Regions from separate parts of the Anas platyrhynchos genome. Here region 2 is linked to region 1. The links are chromatin contacts, called in public Hi-C maps. All regions are on one chromosome and are shown on one strand. Each heading gives the region's core, a stretch centred on a gene start, on an enhancer-like site or on the middle of the called end of the contact. The rest is flanking DNA. Distances are from core to core; before and after follow the strand shown. Region 1 holds the start of VPS18 (VPS18 core subunit of CORVET and HOPS complexes). Region 2 overlaps INO80 (INO80 complex ATPase subunit).

Region 1 (5,006 bases), core at 1,153-3,652:
GATGTTGATAGCTGTGCCCATAGCTGGGAGAAAACATTTACTGTTTAAGCTGAAGCTACTGTGAATGTGAGCACATCCATTAGAAAAAAAATAAACAAACAAACAAAAAAGGCCAGAATTTAGGCTTCCAGTTGAAACAGATCACCAAAATTGTTCACTGAAATCTCTCTCATGAGTCCCTCTTGTAGACTTGCACTACTACTACACACAAAAAGTAATCATCTTGATTCTCCACACAGTCCTGGTGAATCAAAGACCTCATAAATCCTTTGCCCACAACCCTTGTTCCCCTCTTCTTTTCGGAACATCAAACCTGTGAATGCAGCACTGGGATATAATTATTGCACATGTTTGTAAATTAAATAATCACAGCAGATGATAGTGCAGATGGACAGAGCAGACTTGTGGGCCTGGGTTAGCTTTAGGCTGATGTTTCATTCCCAAATAAAGGGAGGATCTGGCATCCAATTTAACCACACTAAACTCAGACAAAGCTTTCTTGTGAGGTATCAGTCCTAACCGGTGTTGGTATCTACCAAAATGGGAAAGAAAATCTCTTCCATTTCTGGATCTGACCAAGAAAAGAAAGGTTATAAAAATATGTCCTGTGGGATTTGAATGGAAATATTCCATGGACCTGTACACTGAGAAATTTGTGCACAAATTTCAGTTCAGCCTAATTTCCAGTCACATTTTGGGATGGCTTTTCCACTTACCAAGCAATCATTCACTCTTGTACTGCTAAAAATACAAAAGTATAAGCATCATTGTTTAAGGCAAAAGGGGAGACCTCATCTAAAAGGAGGGGTTAATTCATGTTACGTGAAGACAAGCTGAAGCTGCAACTGCTGCAGAAAATACTAGTATGCTGGTATGTTCCAGGAAACTGTCTCATTTTCTTTTCTTCTTTTTTTATGAGAAGAAAGGAAAAATCCTGGTCTGGTAAATCTTGGGTTTTCAATCAGAATGAAGGTTCTAAGTTGATTTTTTTGTGAAGGAAGTTAATGCCTGATTGGGAGGACTATTTACACTACAGGACAGTGTTTGAACAAGAACAAATTGATTCAGACTAGCCATGGCTTACATTAGAGTGGAAATCAGAGCTCAAAATCATGAGAGCAATCAGCATCTGGGACAGGTACGGGCTGGAGCAGTTGGGGAAAAAAACCCACGCTTTCAGACAGAGCTTGATAGGAACGGAGAAAGGAGTATATGATGTGGTATCTGCCAGAGTGGGAGAATGGATCTGATAGTCCAATAAAACCCTTCCTACCTAATTTTCCTAAACCTAATGCGATTTGTGTGTACCTTTTGAAAAGCCAAATGAGAACACTTGCAGTTTATGATGATAAGGATGATTGGAGAGCAAAGGAATGTGGTTTTGTTATGTCTCAGAGCTGTCACACAAAGATGGTAAACAGCTGGGGCTGGACCTGGGTTTAGGCTTCTGCCAGTGCTTGCAGACAGGCTGAGTCAGGAAGAGCCACCTTGTGTTTTCAGCCAAGCAGACACAGGTGACCCCGCAGAGGAATGCTACAAAAGCCTCCAGCAGCCCAGCCAGCGTGGGACCTGCGTGTCTGGCTCTGCACTGGGGAGAAGGCCTGAGGCACAGAGCTGTGTTTTGGAGCAATGTTTATGGGGGTGAGGTTTGCAGAAGAAGGGCAGAGGAAAAGGAGATGTAACTGTGTTAGTTTGTACATGTGCCACTGCTACTAGTGGTGCTACTCACTGCCAGCTGATGTGCAAAGATGGGGATGACCAACTTTAATTTTGCAATGTGTCTGTCTGTGCTTTAAACTGCCCTGTACTCTAAGGGATAACATTTCTGTTTCTGCCAGGTGTTGTGAAGTTTACACATAATATATTTTGTATACATACAGTACATACACACACGTTCTCATTGTAAAATAATATAAATCAGATGAAGCCTGAAAGTGTTGTGTAAGATTAACTTCATTAACCCCAGATACGAAGTCTGCTAGTTTAGAGGGCAAAGCTGTAAATACAACTGTTGGCATAATCCGAACACAACAAAAATCCAGGTTTGAAGTATTGTTGATACAGAAGTTGGGTCTAACAAGCAAGCTTTGCCTAGAAAGATGGGACAAACAGGCAGAGTAAATCTATCCCAATTCAAGGTCAGCCTTACGCTGGATCACCACCTGCTTTGTGGCAATCACTGCTTAGCTACAAAGCCAAGACTGGATCAAACAGTCACAAAAAAAAGACGTGTCAGTTTGCATGGAAGTGTTTATTAGCAGCCAGCTATGGTTTGAGGACACCAGATGCGTGCGCATCCACCACTACAGCGAGAATCCCCCCGCCGCCATCTTGAGGAGGCGGCGCCCTCACCCCCCCCTGCTCCGGGAGGGGCGGAGCGGGGGGGGGGCGGCCACGGCGCAGGCGCGGAGCGGCGGCGGGCGGGCACGTGAGGCGGCTCACGTGAGGGCTGGCGGAAGCGGCCGTTGGCGGCGGCCGTTGGTGCGGCCGTTGGGCGCCATGGCGTCCATCCTGGACGAGTACGAGGACTCCCTGCACCGCTCCGCCGCCGTGCAGCAGAGCCGCGCCGCCGTGGGCATCCCGCACTCCGGTAAGCGCCTCTCCGCTGCCCGGACGGACGGACGGACGGGCCCCGGTGCGGCACGTCAGGCGCCGGGGTGCCTCAGGACGAGGGGTGTCCCTGAAAGGCCGAGTGCCCCGAGGCGCCGTGTGGTGGGTGTCTGTGGCAGGCGGCGTGCCTACAGCCTCACCGCGCTGCAGCACGGCTAGGTCAGGGCTGGGGGAGCTGTCAGAGGCCACATCAACAGCTTCCTCTTTTTTAATTTTTAGTCTTTGTCAAGGAACCCAACTGCTGCAGCCGCAGTGGCTGTGCAGGCAGTTGTACCTGCATGGGGTTGGTTTCCTATACTGGCGCAACTTTCTAAAAGTTTCGCTGTTTGGGGTGATTTGGGGTGTGCAGTCAGTGTAAAGCAATGGTATGGTGACCAGTCGCTCATTTCTTTCATATGTGAGAAAGCAACCAAATGGCAAGCACCCTTCTTGATAAATCCAAGGTAAACCCCGTAGGTTCAGTAATAGATGGCCATCAGATGCCACTTCATATTGAATGCTGGGGGAGGAAATGTTGGTTGAGGGAGGATTCTGTGCTACCTGTTATCATCAAGGTAGTACCAACTGCTATGCAGAGCTGGCATATGGGGGTTACACTTCTGGAAATGCATTGGCATGTTATTTCAAGTCTTTTCCTCATACAGTGCTGCCCGCTGTCTTTGGGGAAAACAGGTTGGGATGCTTGTATACATGGCATTGATGAATTGTCATACTCATATATGCATTGACATACTCATGTATGTATTATAAAGAAAAAACACACAAAATTACTCTGAATCTACATACTTAAGTAGATATGTACCTACTGTTTGTTTTAATGTATGTTAAGTTATTTTGTTGCATGATGTTATGTAAGAGTAAGTGTCCTGAATAGGTTTCGTTGAACAAAACAGTGTTGGGACATGGTGCCAGCTGAAAATACATTTCCAAGGACTCAACTTTTCTTCTTGACTTATGCAACGCTGTCTTCGGTCATGGCTGTCTTACAGTTGGGAAATCTGCCTGTTTGGTGACAAATGATGTTGGCAAAGGAGGTTTTGGAAACTGCTTAATTGCAAGGACTCAGTCCAGTCATGATTTCAGTCATTCATACATCAGAATGCTTTGCCATTTTGGAACAAAACTTAGCCTGATAGAATCACAGAATTTCTAGGTTGGAAGAGACCTCAAGATCAAGTCCAACCTCTGACCTAACACTAAGAGTCCTCCACTAAACCGTATCCCTAAGCTCTACATCTAAACACCTTTTAAAGACCTCCAGGGATGGTGACTCAACCACTTCCCTGGGCAGCCCGTTCCAATGCCTAAAGTTGTGGGCAAAATTAAGTTTAAGCAAATTGATTTTGAAAGAAGTGTAAGTTAATAGTTAAATTCCTCAAACCAGTCCTTAAGGTTATGTTGAAAATACTGGAAGATGTTAAAAATGTATTTCTCTGTTTCAGTGAGTCATTCCCAACGTTACAGAACAGGTACTGTTTCTCAGAGTTGTAGATTCTGTTGCAGAGCTCAAGTACAGCTGCAGTGTAACCTTCAAGTATTCCAGTTCCAGCCTGAAAAGCCCTACTTTGACCTGGTAGACTCGATTGATGCTGGTGAACTTAAATCCTTGAACAGATTCAAAGATCTAAGGAAGAACATAGTTTTTAGAAATCAGGGTGGGAAATATTGCAGTAGGATCTCACCTGAACAGAAAGCGGACATTGAGGTCAGGATGGAGGAAGGAGGCTGTTTGAAAGGAATATTGAGTTGTAAAATATTTATCTCCTTTGTATAGGGAATTGTAAGCTGGAGAACTGCATCCGTGTCATGTTACAGACACTAGTTAAAATCCTCATGTTAATACTGCTGCTGCAGTTGTTATAGCTAATGGATACAGTCTTAAGTCTACAGTGTGCTGATTTGAACTGTATAAAAAACAAACAATCCCTTAAACATCCTACCTCTTTCTGTCCCAGTCTGCCTTTTGCCTGGTGGCAATCTGAAAAGAAATCAAGACTCTCTGAATGAATGGGACTTGAAGATCTTGTTGGGGTGTATAAGCATATATGGAGGAAATATATATTGGTTACCTGTGACATCATGTGAATCTCTACCTTGGGAGCTTTGTCTGCATGTTTTGAACCACCATTCATAACAGCAAGTTCAGGCCTTCGCATTGCAGCTGCTTAACCTGAGCAGAAGAACATCTGTTTTGCTTAAGTGTAAAGCAAGGAATGCACATTTGCATGAGTGGGTAGCATTTCAGCTGTGGATCAGCATGGAGGAAAAATACTCATGCTGAGCAAGAGGCTGCCTACTCAGATTGTGGTTGCTTTGTCTGTTCCCGTGTGCACATCTCTCTTCTAAACCAGCAATCCTTTAAAGATCCCACAGCTGGCCTAGTGTTGAGGCAGAAG
Region 2 (5,006 bases), core at 1,406-3,905, 200 kb after region 1:
AAGTTTAGGTTTTAATGCAACTTTCCACCTGATTAAAATACAGTTGTATGAAACTACTTTTTTTCATCCACTTTTAGCTCCAACACTTCCCAAATGAAGCCAGCTTACATAAAACACTCATCCAAATGATGTTCTTTTGATTCTTCCTTGTGCTTTGAAAACAATTTGTCAAAACTTGCACATATTCACTCATTCCTGTAAGTTTCTTGTACCCTATCTTTATTCCTCTATAAATTTTTGTTGATGACTAAGTTATCAGTCTCTTCATGGAAAAGCAGCCCTCTAATCCTATGTTGGCTACTTTTCTTCAATTCTCTATTAATATCTTCTGTCTTAATTTATCCCTTCATTATTTCCCTCCTTTCTGCTGCAGTGATTCATCTTCTAATAACTGATAAACAATTCCATGAATTCCTGAAGAAAGGAAACTACAAATCAATGATTAAACATTAATCTAGTGCAAACTGAAAAAATGGTTTCTCTACTAGGTAGATACAAATGTGCAAGTTCTTCAAATAACTCTGTGTACTTATGAGGTACCTTCATAAACCGGACTGTAGCAAGCAAAAGGCCATTTTTCTTTTACTGTACTAACTTCCCCTGCCAAACATCCTTGACCCAAAAGGGTCTGGGAATAACTTAGGATCTGGCAGTGTAAGCTGTTTTTCCTCTTGGCTATCTCTCAAATCTCTAGTGCTTTCTGCAGAATTCTGTTCACTGTTCAGAACCATCTTCCAACAACTAAATCGTGTCCAGTCCATGAAAGTCACTGCAGTACTGGCAATCAAATTCCAGCAAATCTTTAGCTACTTTAGCCTATTTCCAGGAAAAAAGTGTCATGCATTTACACAATGGTATCATTTTCTCACTTTACTAGGAAGTATGAATAAGTCATCTTTATTTCAACTGGAACTCAATAGTCCCCCATCTTGTTTTCTAAGAAAATTTCCTCCAAACTTGGTGCCCATACCTGTCCTGCTCCTGGCAGACTGCTACAAACAGTCTTTATCCTTTCACTAGGAAAACCAACAAAAGTTCTTTGATCAATACAAAAGTCTTCCAATACACCAGGAGGCAAGCTATGATCATTACTTTTCCTGCAATTTTCTCATCTCCAACCTCAAGGTAGTATTTGGTTGTGAGAGTAGACTGCACTTTATTTATCAAATTTACCTCTTTCAAGAGGCTTTGAAGACTGACATGCAAAGAGAGGTTTACTGCTGACAAAGGATGTGAAATCATGGTGTATTTTACGATACAGGGGTTAATTTTCACTTAAGATGAGCAAGCAAAACACAAAACAGTAAGCAAGCAGCATGACCTCCGAAGAGCAGATGGCCTTACTTATCTCATCCCTCTGCCATGACAACCTCCAAACTTACCTGGTATCCTGATAAAAGACCAGCCGTTCTGAGGCCTGATTCCCAACAGTCCTCCTGGATATTCTGGGAAGAACTGGGAGCATTGCTTCAGCCAGTCAGCTGCTAGTTCAGGGGCTCCATTGACTACACACTGCTTTGCTTCAAGACTTCCTCCTTCCCTTAGTGCCCTGCGCTCATATTCTGCGCTTCGATCGTTGCAATAGAACTCTAGTGGCACAGCTGTTACCTATGAGTAAAATCATAATTGACATTCTTATTCAGGTTGTCCTCATCCCCTTCCCCAAATTCCCAGTTCAGTTACCTTCCCAGTGGTTCAAATTTTAAAAGCCAAATCATTACTGATGTATACAAATAGAAAACAACCTTAAACTGGTTTACAATAAAGGAAGATGCAACATCTTTCCACCCCACAAAAAAAGCCTCAAGAATGATAAGACAAACCATTTGCATTTTGATACAGTGTTTTGTGCTAATTCCTACACAACTGATAGCAAAGCTGAGAGTAAAAGAATAATATCCTTGCTGCATTTTGCCTATATTTCTTTTCCTTTTTTTTTTTTTATTTCTGCCCTTCACAATCAAGTATTTACCTAGCAGAGACTGAAACTTTAAGTGCAGTGAAAGAAGCACCTTACTATTGCAGCTTTTATGTTTTGGAAGGGGGAGGAATTTCTTCTTCAAGCTTACTCTGGTATGATGCAACTGACTGCTACATATTGAGAATAATATACATAACATTATAGCATGTCAATAAAAAGCTTCTAATGGCTTAACTAAATGCTAAGCAGTGAAACAGCAACAATTTTTCATACTGTACTTTAGAACTGCATGATGAAGCATCCCATACCTCAGGACAGGCTGCCTGCTGTCTTAGATGCTAGCTACTCCTCTCTGGACATACACCAGCTAACACAAGGCAAGAGACATTAAGCAAGATCTTCTTGATGAAAGCCTGTGGTCTACTCCTGGTTTACAGGAGCTCTTCTCGTAAGAATAAATTCATCTTGCTAACAGTTACCTTTGTAAGGGTCACTCTCTTGTTTAAAAAGATTCATGAGCACAATTATAGGACATATTGAAACAAAACCCAAAAAGCATACAGAATCTTAGCAACAATTCTAAAGCCATTGTTCTGCAAGATACCAAGAGCTATTTTTATACTAGGATGGCTTATAGGTCTACATGCAGTCGCATGCAACACTGCAAAGTGAAAGGCACTGCGCTAAGTAAGGCTTTATACACATTTCCACCACTCGCTAGATAATGCTGGAGCTGATGCTATCTTGTACTGCCACCTGCAGTCAAAGTATAGGACTGTCTTTTGTGTGAGAGGGCAAAACCTCTCACAATTCAGTTCAAATCTTGTTGCCTCAACACTGATGACCACTGCAAACTATGGTAGAGAACTGCATTGTTTCCTTTAAGGACACTATTAGCCATCACTTAACCATCATCAATTTCTGTTTGTATTTCCTTACTAAATAGACTGGAACAAACACTCTTCCAAGCACAGGCAATCTATAATACCTCACCTAAAGGAAGAACTATTAGGAGTCAATCTTGAGATGAACTCTGCCTCAGTGCAACTTCTGCATGAACATGAACAAAACTTCCCACACAGGAGGGAATAACACCTGTGTGACACTGACTAACATCTGAGGACATCAGACCATCTTCACTGTCAGCTCCACTTTTTTTTTAATGCACACATACACTAATTCGGAGTTCTCCATCTTTTACATTGCCTTACATGAAAAAAAAAAAAAAACCACAAAATATTCTGAAACAGGTCAAAAAAGTCTTCCATTTAAGCTTGTTCATGCTCCTGCTCTTACCATGGCCCTTTTGCCATGGTTCTTTTTTTTGTTTCAGTTTCGTTTTTGTGGTTTTACTTGTAATAAAAGGTTGGATACACTCCTTAGTACTAACCTATCCTTTATCAACATATTCTTGGCAAATCCACAGAATGCAAGTCATGGCTCAGAAATATGTCCCAAATTAGGGTGATAGGGATATATGAATGTATTACCACTTTTAATTCAGTAGCTTAGTAATTTTAAAACTTATTTTTGGGGAATTGAGGCCTATTTGTACTCAGGAAAACAGCCCCTATAGAAAGAAAACTACGGTGCTAAATACCCCCTCTCCACTAGTCCCCCCCACCCCGATAGTTGCTACATAAACATACGCTCCTATTTCTATTATTCGCTCCATTAACTTCCCAAAATTCATCACAGGTCAAACAACAACAGAAGGCTATAGTTTCTGAGAACATATGTGCTCTTTCTGCTGTTTCAAGTCTTGTGCACTCCTGCCAAAAGTTTCTAACAAGCGTAAAATTAAGCCTTTGTATTCCTAGAAACAAAAAGCCATGCCTGCACTTAATCATTTTTCTACACCAGCCAAGACAAAAACAAGTAACTTTTATTCAGTTGAATAAATGTCAGATAGATCTCTGCTCGCCTTTCCCTTCCCCTTCAAACCCAGCCTTCTGAGCCCCTCTTCCTTGCCTAATGCATAGGCAGTATTCAACGCATTCTTCAAAAGTAATTCAATTTTGAGCACAAAAAGTGACAAATCAAAGGATCGAAATTTGAAGGAGAAGGGATTTCTACAATTTGCTTTCAGAGTAACTGCTTGTCCTTGAACCTTGAAGGTAGCATGTTGTGACCAGGAGACGGTATGAGACTTTGGAAAAAGTTAATTGGGTTCCTGGCCCCTAGAACTGAAGGATATCAATTCAGCTCAAGGAGCAGTATATAGGTGATAAGCTGTCCTAGATGCCATCCTCCCTTCTTCAGATACCAAGATAATACACATACATGCAGCCACATCTGATCAAGCTGCAGCAACAACATCAGTACTGGTTGAAGAATGTAACATCTGGATGGTCTCGCAATAAAAGTCTTCTGCTATTGACCTGGTTTTGTATATACAAATAGCATTAAAATTCCTCTTTAAATGATAGGGATTTTATTAGCCTGATACTGCTTCAAAGTAACTGGAAGCAGATGTCCTCGTTCTTAGTCCCACTGACACCCACTTTTCAGTTAAGGTAGGGCTCTCCCTCAAGAGCAGAGGGTTGACCAGGAGAGTCCTGGGTATGTGACAGTATACGGGAAAAAATTGTAACATTAATTATTTCCTGCAGGAGAGAAAAAGTTTGTGTTTTATTTGAACATGAAGCAATGCAAGATAAGCCTATTATATAAATTATCATTTGTTGATTTGGAGTTTATCATTTACATTACTTAATTTACCAGACTAAGCTGAGAACAGCAAATAACATGGTAAAGAAAAAGAAAAATCTAGGGGGGGAATCTACCAAACTAACTACACACTGCCTACTTGGTGGTGCACAGCTTCAGCTTTCCTGTTCTTAACAGGACCAAGGATGTGCCCAGCAGCCAGAGACACTCCTGTAGAACTTTATATCTCACCCAGCATGCTATAAAATCTATCACTGTGTGGCATCCAGGGCATGTTTATCTTACTTTTAGCTGTTTCCTCAAAACTAATGTTCATCCACGCGATTAGGAGAAACAGTGTTCAGTGATTTATCTTTTAGCGAGAGCATGGGTCAGAACCTCCTTTTTTACAAAAGGTTATTCTGAAGGTGGAAAC

What was found. A called contact is a pair of places that touch in the nucleus more often than the background predicts.
Region 2: a contact with region 1 is called in a Hi-C map of liver, with 3 times the contacts expected there. The contact joins the enhancer-like site here to the promoter of VPS18 in region 1. A contact is called at or near these places in 4 of 8 Hi-C or Micro-C datasets (liver, skeletal muscle and subcutaneous adipose tissue).

What each region holds. Positions count from the first base shown.
Region 1 is chr5:33,076,262-33,081,267 of IASCAAS_PekinDuck_T2T, forward strand. It overlaps VPS18 (VPS18 core subunit of CORVET and HOPS complexes), which reads left to right and starts at 2,403. Exons shown (of 5, transcript XM_027457926.3): 1 at 2,403-2,590. The coding sequence starts at 2,500.
Region 2 is chr5:33,276,411-33,281,416 of IASCAAS_PekinDuck_T2T, forward strand. It overlaps INO80 (INO80 complex ATPase subunit), which reads right to left. Exons shown (of 36, transcript XM_038179341.2): 26 at 1,383-1,608. Among named protein-coding and RNA genes, the nearest start is that of CHAC1, 39 kb to the left of the region's middle. Within about 2 kb of position 2,656, at least 1 of the 8 cell types and tissues checked has an H3K27ac peak or open chromatin away from gene starts, as enhancers often do. A contact at or near this core is called in subcutaneous adipose tissue, where this site is marked.